Regions from separate parts of the Felis catus genome. Here region 1 is linked to region 2. A link is a contact called in public Hi-C data. All regions are on one chromosome and are shown on one strand. Each heading gives the region's core, a stretch centred on a gene start, on an enhancer-like site or on the middle of the called end of the contact. The rest is flanking DNA. Distances are from core to core; before and after follow the strand shown. Region 1 overlaps ATP6V1E2 (V-type proton ATPase subunit E 2). Region 2 overlaps PRKCE (protein kinase C epsilon type).

Region 1 (4,917 bases), core at 2,066-4,565, 400 kb before region 2:
GGGTTAGTGTGGCCCCTGGCCCCTGGCCAGGCTGTGGCTCCCTTCTGGCTAGTGAGCGTAACATAGGCAGGCAGACCAGAAGGTCAAGGAACTGTATCTTTTCCTGTTTGTCTCTACACGCCCAGCCGAACCAGAGGCCTCCCTTCCTACCCACTTTTCCTGTTTGATCCCTCGACTTTGATGTGGGTGAGTTAGCAATCGAGGGATTCACACACAGCTGGGTGTAAATTAAACCCTTGTCCCTTTAACTCTATTTTAAATGCTTGGGAAGTAGGATGATGGGTGCAGGAACTTTGCCATTTCAAGGAATTTTGTGCATCATTTCCCAAAGCTCCTTTCCCCCAATCTACAACGTAGGCAAATCCAATGGCCATTCATATACTGGGCTTGTTCAAGCAAAGCCCACCTGTGGTGACCTCAGAGAAACCAAAAGATAGGTGCTCTTGTGCTCTAACCAGGTTCGAGCTCTTGATGGGAGGAATATTCCATTGGAGAACCTTCTTAAGGCTGAGATTCTGGATTTTCATCATTCAGAGCTGAAAGGGCTATGGAGACCCTACAGCCTGGGCCACAGTGGCTCTCAATAACAACGAGAATCCACTTGGGGTCAGAGAAGGGGACCAGTGGAGTGCAGTGGAAAATGTTCTGCGCTGGTGAGTAGGGGTCCTGGGGTTCTGGCCCAAGCTGTGCCACTGGCTAAGCCACGATCTCAGTAAGTCATTGAAACACTCCAAAGATGCAGCTTCTGTGTGTAAAAACTGGGGCAATTTAGGCCTGCCCTGCTTCCTACAGGCCCATTATCCTTGTTTCCACTTGATGACAGGTGGGCTTGCAGGTGGTGGTGCGTCTGCTATTAGAACTGCCCCCAGCTGGCCTTTTGGAGCGTGCCGAATGAGGTGATGGAAGGTCTCCCCTCACGTTGTTGAAGTTGCCCTCAAAAATCCTCCTTGAATGTTTCATCTGATACTCTTCTTTCGTTTCACATAAGTTAACATAAAACAAATTTATTCCGGGAAAGACCTTTACTCTCCTCATCTTCGTCCCCCTCCATCCTCCTCCTCCCTGGCGACAAGAGGTGGGGAACCAACTCTGTGAAGCAGGGGTTGGCCAATACTGCCCCCTTGTGGTCCAGCTTGTCCTCACTGGGAGGCTTTCAGCTCCGTTCTCCAGAGATTCCTAATTCTGACCATTTGCAGAATTATCAGAAGGCCACCCAGAGAAGCTGACCCACAAGACCCTTGGGAGGGGTTCCAGATCCAGAGAATTCCTGGTGGCAACCCAAATGTCTACACTGGCTTTGTGGATGTCTGTGTTCCAGGGAGGACTTTGGGGGTGGAGAGGGAAGGAATACATCGTAAATATCTGGCAGGTGTAAGGGTGCCTCTGGGAACAATTGAGCACAGAGCTCTACAGAGCCATACTAGGACCTTGGCACTATGCCCTGCTACCACCACAGCCAGTCATTTATGAAGGGCTGTGTGTGCTAGGCCTGGGCTGGGGCTCCGCATGTGTGCATTGCCACATTTAATTCCCCTCTGGAGGGATTATTATCATCACCCCTATTTGTGCGGGAGGCAACTGTGGCTCACAGAGGTTCAGCGATTTGCCCATGTTGCGGCTGTGAAGTGGTAAACTGATGACCAAAGCCAAGCTGGTGTCTTACTCCCTCTTGGCCCTAGGGCTCACTGTCCCACACCCGCGGGCTGAGCCGGGGGCCTAATAGCCCCCCCAAGTCATCTCCAACCAGACCCCATAACTTTCCATCTCTCCCCTTCTCTAGACACCCTGCAAGGGTCCCGGTCACCAGGGTCCTACTAACAGTGCTGCCTACCATGATGGGGAGTGAAGGCAGTGGTAGCACTCAGCAAGACATGCTTGAGCCTTCTCTGCCCTCCCTTTCTGCTGCCCACCCCCAAGTGTCACCTTCTCTGTTCCCATGGGACCATTTCCTCTCTCTGCTCCCAGCAGATTTTTCTCTTTTGAGTATTGTGTCCCGTGGTACATCTCCCTCATGACACTAATCACAGTGAAATGTTACTATTGGCTCTCGTGTTTCTGGACTTCTGAAACTCAGGCTTTTTTATTTTTTATTTTTTTAACTTAATTTTTTAAGAGACATTTTACGTTCATAGAAAAAGACTTTAGGTTTTTTTCTTTTCTAGGACAGAAACTATCCAACTTATCTCCACCCCATCACCTAGCATGGAGTCTGGCACATAGTAGGTGCTCAACTATGAGCTTGTTGAGCGATGAGTAAGGGCAAAACACACGGGACATGGGTAAAAAACAACAGCGAAGTGTATCATTCAATGCATCTTTGCTGTAGCACGTGAAATCGATTACTGGTTTCTTGGCAGTTAAAAGTGATTTTTTTTTCACGGCCCTCCCCTGGTTGATTTTCAAGTTTGCTCCAGAAGCTGCTGTGACCAAGGAGAGGCCTCTCCCTGGCGGCAGTACCACCTTTGTCCAGAAGATGGCGGTCAAGGCCAGGAGAACACACCTTGCAGCCCTCCAGAGCCAGGCCTGCGCAGGTGTGACCCCTTTTTGTAAAAGATGCAGGGATCTGAACCTAGTTGCCAACCCTATAAATGCGCATGGGCGATAGGAATTGGCTTTCGAGGTGGGTTCTCTGGCTGATCCCTGTGAAAAGGAGCTTTTTTTGAAGACGTCTTTAAAGGGAAAATGTGGAAGCTGGCTGTGAGGGGACTGCCCCTCATAAACCCTCTTTCAGTAGTTTCTTGAAACACTGTGGAAAATGAACTTAACATAAAGTAGACACAGTCCTCAAACTCTAAATGACTCAGGACAACATCTTTTTTTTGGCTCTCAGAGCTCATTTCTTTGGAGATCCTTCCCAGCTCTGTGGCCACCTCTCCAGTTGACTGGAAGCTTCTCTCCTGCCACGTCTCGGCAAGTCTTCACCCTTAAGAGAGGTAAGTAAAGGCTTTCTGACTCGAACTGACTGAAAAGAGGTTAACAGCCTAACAAAACGGCCTCGGTCTTTCTAGCATGATGGGAGGTTGCCAAACAGCTTTTTGGCAGAATTAATAAGACCTACCAATATTTTCTCCTCAGATTCAGCATAATTACTAAGGTAAGGCCAGGCCTCCCCTTCCCCCTGCTCCAGGGGACATGGGTGTGACCGTGGGAAGAGGGAAACATCTCCCTAATCTTGTGCTAAAACAGATTTTAAGGCTGCGGCCACCCCCACCCCCATTTTCCTTCTGACCTAAATCCTCCCCTGAATCTGAGCTGGGCTCTGGGCCAGGGTGTCAGCTGTGGACAAAGGCGCCCTGTTTGGGAGGCCTGGCTACTGTGTTTTCCTACCCAGTCTAACAACGGTGTTGAACTCCCCCAAGTCAATGTGATAACACAGAGACATGCAGAGATAGGCAGTGGCCTCAGTGCTACCTCCCAGGAAACCAGAAACACTGTCCCCTCATATTTCTACCACCTGGCAACAGGGCTGTTCCTATGAAGCCGCCCACTCCTCTGCCCTGGGTGTGGCTGCTTACATGGAGGGCGCTGTGCTGGAGGCCTCCTCAGGCCAAGCTTGCCCTATTTTTTCTGGCTGACTGGGGAGCCAACGGTTACTCATTGCTTCTCCTCAGGGTCTTTGGAGCGTGAGTGCTGTCCCCCCTCCTCCCCATCTCTTTCTCTTTTCAGCACCCTGGCTCCTCTGCCTCTGGTATTGCAGGAGTGGTTGGGGAGGGCTGGGCTGGACACCGGGACCAGCTCTGCTCAAACAACACATTGCCTTGCAAACTTGAGGGGACAGATCTTTTACTTCTGTAGGCATCGCTCCTGCTTCGGCAACGTGGGCATAACACACAGGCCCTAACTCGCCAGTTGGCCAGATGCCACTTGCATGTAGATGGTGCCGATGACAAATGGGGTGTTCGTTCGAGATGGACAGGGCTCTCTGTGGGCCTGGAAGGAAGACCAAGATGGAAGGAGGAGGGAGGGTCAGAAGGATGAGAGGGATTTTGACCTGTGTTCGTTTGGTGGGACGGTATGCCAGGTGGGGAAATGGTGGGAACGGCGGCACAGTGGCAGGAATCCACGGAACACTTCCTAGGAACAGGGACCACATCATTCTGGCTTAATCAGAAGTTGTGTGTGTACACGCATGCAAGTCTGCCCGTGGTGGGAACTTGGTGTGAGATCCAATTATGGAAGGCCTTGAGGTCCTGGCTCAATACTTTGGGGAATATTGCAAGTGTATGAGCAAGGTTCACCTGTCAAGTAGCATGAGGAAGATGAATGTGGCCATTTATGTATGAAAGAGGGTTGGAGAGACCGAAGGTAGCCGTTTGGGACAGAGAGGAGAGTGTGTGAGACCAAGATGGCGCCCAAGGGACCATTATAAGGGCCATTATGCACGAAGATCAGTAGGACTTGAGTCCAGGCGTGAGACGAGAGGCTGGTGGTACCCTGGCAGAAACTGGCAAGGCCAAGGAAGAAAGCCTGGTGTGGGCAGAAAGTTCAGCTTTCAGGTCTTCCACCTGAGGGGACTGGGTTCCTTTGGCCAAATAGAAGCGGTGACCAGTGAGAAGGAGGGCAGAAGCTTCCAATGGCCCTGCTTGAATGAGCTCTCTCTACCACTCTGGGTGCCTTGTCCTTTCAGAACATGCTGTCCACCCTGACCCTGTGTCTGGACTTGGCCTCTACCAACAATCAGTTTAAGAAACTGGGCCTGCTGACCTCTGACCTGGGCCTAGGTGGAAAGATCTTTGGCTATGGCTGGGCTTAGTGTCACTAAGGAGCTGGTGTCCTCTCCCTGCAAAGCCAGGCCTCAGCTGTTTTTTTCTGGGTCTAGCCACATTTGGCAGGCTCTATATGGGAAATAGAGGCCGGGAGTTCTGCCGAAGAAGGAGGAGAGAAACAACAATGATCATTTTCTGGGAAAGAGCAAAA
Region 2 (4,553 bases), core at 1,537-4,036:
GATGTAGGATACAAGGCTAACATACAAAAGCCAATCATTTTCTTATATCCCACCAACGATCAAGTGGAATCTGAAATTAAAAACATGATACTGACATTAGCACCTAAAACATACTTAGGTATAAATCTAACAAAATATGTCCAAAGTCTATATGAGTAAAACTACAAAACTCTGATGAAAGAAATAAAAAAAGAACTAAATAAAGGGAGAGACATTCCATGTTCATGGGTAGGAAATCTTAGTGTTGTTAGCATGTCAATTTTTCTTAAGGCATTTTCAATCAAAATCCCATATTTTGTGGATATTGACAAAGGGAGTCTAAAGTTTATATGGAGAGGCAAAGACCCAGAATAGCCAATGCAATATTGAGAAGAGCAGAGTTGGAGGACTGAGACTACCTGAGTTCAAGACTTACTCTAAAAGGTATATTAAGACAGTGTGTATTGGTGAAAGAGTAGACCAACCAATCAATGGAACAGAAACAGAGAGTGCAGAAAGAGATCCCCATAATTATACAACTATCTATCCCTGATAGAGGAGAAAAGGTACAATGGAGCAAAAGATAGGTTTTTTTCAACAAACAGTGCTGGAACCCCAAGACATACTCACACACAAACGAATCTAGACACAGACCTCACACCCTTCACATAAATTAATGGAGCACAGACCCAAAGATAAAACTCAAAACTATGAGACTCCTAGAAGGTAGAAGAAAACCTAGGTGACCTCAGGTACAGTGATGACTTTTTAAATACAACCCCAAAGGCATGATCAATCAAAGAAAAAATTGATAAGCTGGACTTCATTAAAATTAAAGACTTCTGCTCTGCAAAGGACATTGTCAAGAGAATGAGAAGACAAGCCACGGACTGGGAGAAAATATTTGCAAAAGACAATCTGATAAAGGCTTATTATCCAAAATAAGCAAAGCATTCTTAAAACTCAATGATAAGAAAATGAATGACCCAATTTAAAAATGGGCAAAAGACCTAAGCAGAAACCTCACCAAAGATATACAGATGGCATCCGTTGAAGATGCTCGATATCATATGTCATTAAGGAATTGCAAATTAAAATGACAATGAAAATACCATTGCCTATAAAAATGGCCAAAGTCCAAAACAATGACACCAAATGCTGGTGAGGATATGTATGAAGCAACAGGAATTCTCATTCATTGCTAATGGGAGTGCAAAATGGTACAGCCACTTTGGAAGACAGTTTGGTAGTTTCTTTCAAAACTAAATATACTCGACCATACAATCTAGCTATCACATTCCTGGAATTTACCCAAATGAGCTGAAAACTCATGTCCATGTGAAAACCTGCACAAGGATGTTCACAGCAGTTTTATTCATAATTACCAAAAGTTGGAAACGGCCAGGCTGTCCATCAGTAGGTGAAGAGATAAATAAACTGTGGCATGCCCAGACAACGGAATTTTATTCAGCACTAAAAAGAAATGATCTATTAAACTATGAAAAGACATGGATGAGCCTTATATGCATATTGCTAAGTGAAGGAGGCCGATCTGAAAAGGCTCTGTGTTGCAGGATTCCAACCACATGACACCCTGGAAAAAAAAAAAAAAACAACTATGGAGACAGTAAAAGGATCAGTAGTTGCCAGTGGTTGGGGGGAAGCAGGGATAAAGACGCAGAGAGCACAGAGGATTTTTAGGGCAAGGAAATTACTCGGTATGAGACCATATTGGTGAATACAGGGCATTATACCTGTCCAAAATCATGGAATGGACAATACCAAGAGCGAGGCCTAATGTAAACCGAGTGATAACAATGGGTCAATCTAAGTCCACTGATTGTAACAAATGTACCGCGCTGGTGGGGGATGCTGATAGTGGGGGATACCGATTGTGTGTGAGGGTATGGCATATATGGGAAATCTCTGTACCTTCTCAATTTTGCTGTAAACCTAAAACTTCTCTAAAAATTAAAGTCTATTAAGAAAAAAAAAACACAGACAAATCTTTCTGAATGAAACCAAGCAGGGTGGCTGGGCCTCCTCCTGGCCCTGCATAGCCTGATCACTGACCTGGAGGAGGGACTGCACAAATCACACCCCCGACCCCAACTCAGGCTTGGAGGGTTCAACTGAGCTGTGGAGCTCAAGATGTCCACAGAACCAAAGATGAGGGTGCAAGGTAGGGGTGCTGGTGGGAGGGGCCTTTCTCAGACAATATAAACATATAAGGAAGCTCCCCTGCAGCCTAGCCAAGGTGCTGATTGCATTCACTGAATGACTGCTAGTGAGGTCCGAAAATCCTCAGGCCCATCATGTACTCCCAGCCCTCTGTTCTAAATTCCCTATCCCGCTCCCTGTAGCAGATGTTACCCTCTGACACTCAGCTCACCTTACTACTCCTGCCCACCAGCCCTGTGAATGCTTTCTCCTGCCTCTTCTTGAGGTGACAGAAAGGACAAGAACAAAGCAACCAAATTAAAAGGATTTCTCAGCAAGGGCAACTGATCTACATAATTTAGCCTCTGGCGCCCTCTGCTGTTAAAATGCTGACCCTGTCATAACGAAACCACAATCAGAGTGAGTTGGCAGATAGGAGAACAGAAAGTCTTCAGGGACTTCATTTTTTACTTTTAAAAATTTTGTTTTCTTCCTCAAAGATTTTGCTTTTTATTTTTAAAGACTCTGTTACTTCCCCGGGAGAGCCATGTAGTTTTCTTAATACGTAAGAAAAAACAAATCCCAATGATGTGTCAGTTCAAACAGATGGCACGAGACAGTGACGTTGAAAGTGCTTTGAAAAGTCTGGAAACATGACAGCACAGCTGGCTGAGGAAGGGGAGCTTGAGATAATTCAGGCAGCCCATGGGTCCCCTCGAGGCCGGGGGGTGATACCCAGAGGCTACAGACCAATAAAAGTATGTGGCCCTGCTGGCTGGATCCAAAAGAAACCTGAGGTTCACTCACATTAATGGGGACCAAACAAACCACCCACACTGTCCTTCCTCACCTCCACACTCCACCACTACTGGTGAACACCAAGGTCAAGGGCCATCAGCCTTGGGCTGCCAGTCTCAGCCCTTTAAGGTTTCCCTGTCCAGACTGCCTTGAATGTCCATTTTCAGTGGTTTCACCTGCACAATTCATGCCGGGAAGAAACAGAGCGGGCCTGCTGGGGCTCTTCTAAAAGGACAATCATTATTCTGCTACTTCCCAGTTACTCATAATTGTTGACCTCCTACTGCGTCCTGGGCAGTGCCACCACGCACTCACCTACGTTTTCTATCATCCATTCTACCGTCCTTTGGAGAGATTTTCTTTCTATGTTTGCAGCCTTTTCTTTGCGAAGATTAAGGATGGTACCGAGGTGGGTCAGGCTGTTGGGAAATTTTCCAAAGCAAGCAGCCAGCCTTCTGAGAACAATGACAGAGCCATGACTGAAGAGAGAGGCAGGCCCATGTGTCCTGCAGAATTCTCTTTATGTTAGTGTGATCTGGCCCTTGAGCACGAGGCAGGGCGCTGGTTTGATTCCATAGCAGGTTAGAGAGGGTCGTGCCGTGCTCGGAGGCAGAAGATAAACAATTGTCAATAGGAAACAGTGTAACTATGTAACGCAGGTTGGCAGGGGGCAGGAATGACAGACTGTGGAGTCCCAGGCAGAAGATGATAAAGGAGGGTAGAGGGGAAGCTGCCTGGCGGGTCATACCAGGCACCGAATGTCACAGATAGAGATTTGGGAGCCCTGATCACACTGAAACCACCAGTCAAAGCTTCCCAAGGACTGACTGACCAACTATCTGCTGCCCAGCACTCTTCAGATGATAATGCTGATGGAACACTCCACCGAACGTGCGAGCATGGCCCCCAACATCGCCAGGTGCCACTCTGCAAAGGAATACAAATCAACCAGACTCCCGTGGCATTCTGGTGCTGAGCACAAAACTGCTTCTTCCTTCCGTGCCCTCCACTTACAACTGGTTGCTTACCCTTCCCTCTTGCCCTCCTTCCTGTTCAGGTCCTTCTCCTCACGGTATAGCTCAAGCCCCATCTACCCTCAAAAGCCTGTCCTGACCGCCTGAGTCCCGAGGGCCTCTCTTGCCCACGACTTGCTCACACTTATTTCTGACTCACTGCTTGATTTACTATTATTTAACTTGTTAATGTTCACCACCCAAGTAAGGTGGAAGTTGCTAGAAAGCTAAAGTAATGCTCTATCTCCATGTTCTCCATGATGCCTTGCACAAAGCAGGGTGCCACGCTCTTGAATGAATTCTAACTCTCGAGAGAGTAGTGGAACGTTGGCAGCATAAGGGCAACTCAAAGACCAGACCCCAGTACGTGACAGTGACTGAGATCCTAAACTCCCTACACAAGCATTTTCCACTCATGCAAAACCCAAAGTCAAGGCAAAAGAAGGGAAAGCAGTTATTTAAAGACAAACAACAAACGAAAGTCCCCTGATGTAATTACCTCCTCATGCAATTCAACCACACAAAGACCAGGACCTAAAGCTATTGCAGGACTTCTAGGGGCCTTTGTCCCATAACTATTTATACATATGTGTGAAGATACAC

Evidence for each region. A called contact is a pair of places that touch in the nucleus more often than the background predicts.
Region 1: a contact with region 2 is called in a Hi-C map of skin fibroblasts, with 5 times the contacts expected there. The contact joins two enhancer-like sites. A contact is called at or near these places in 2 of 3 Hi-C or Micro-C datasets (round spermatid and skin fibroblasts).

The regions. Positions count from the first base shown.
Region 1 is chrA3:66,078,564-66,083,480 of F.catus_Fca126_mat1.0, reverse strand. It overlaps ATP6V1E2 (V-type proton ATPase subunit E 2), which reads left to right. Exons shown (of 5, transcript XR_006595536.1): 4 at 2,831-2,933. Among named protein-coding and RNA genes, the nearest start is that of TMEM247, 8.9 kb to the left of the region's middle. Within about 2 kb of position 3,315, at least 6 of the 10 cell types and tissues checked have an H3K27ac peak or open chromatin away from gene starts, as enhancers often do.
Region 2 is chrA3:65,674,649-65,679,201 of F.catus_Fca126_mat1.0, reverse strand. All of the region lies in intron 6 of PRKCE (protein kinase C epsilon type), which reads right to left. Among named protein-coding and RNA genes, the nearest start is that of EPAS1, 250 kb to the left of the region's middle. Within about 2 kb of position 2,786, at least 1 of the 10 cell types and tissues checked has an H3K27ac peak or open chromatin away from gene starts, as enhancers often do.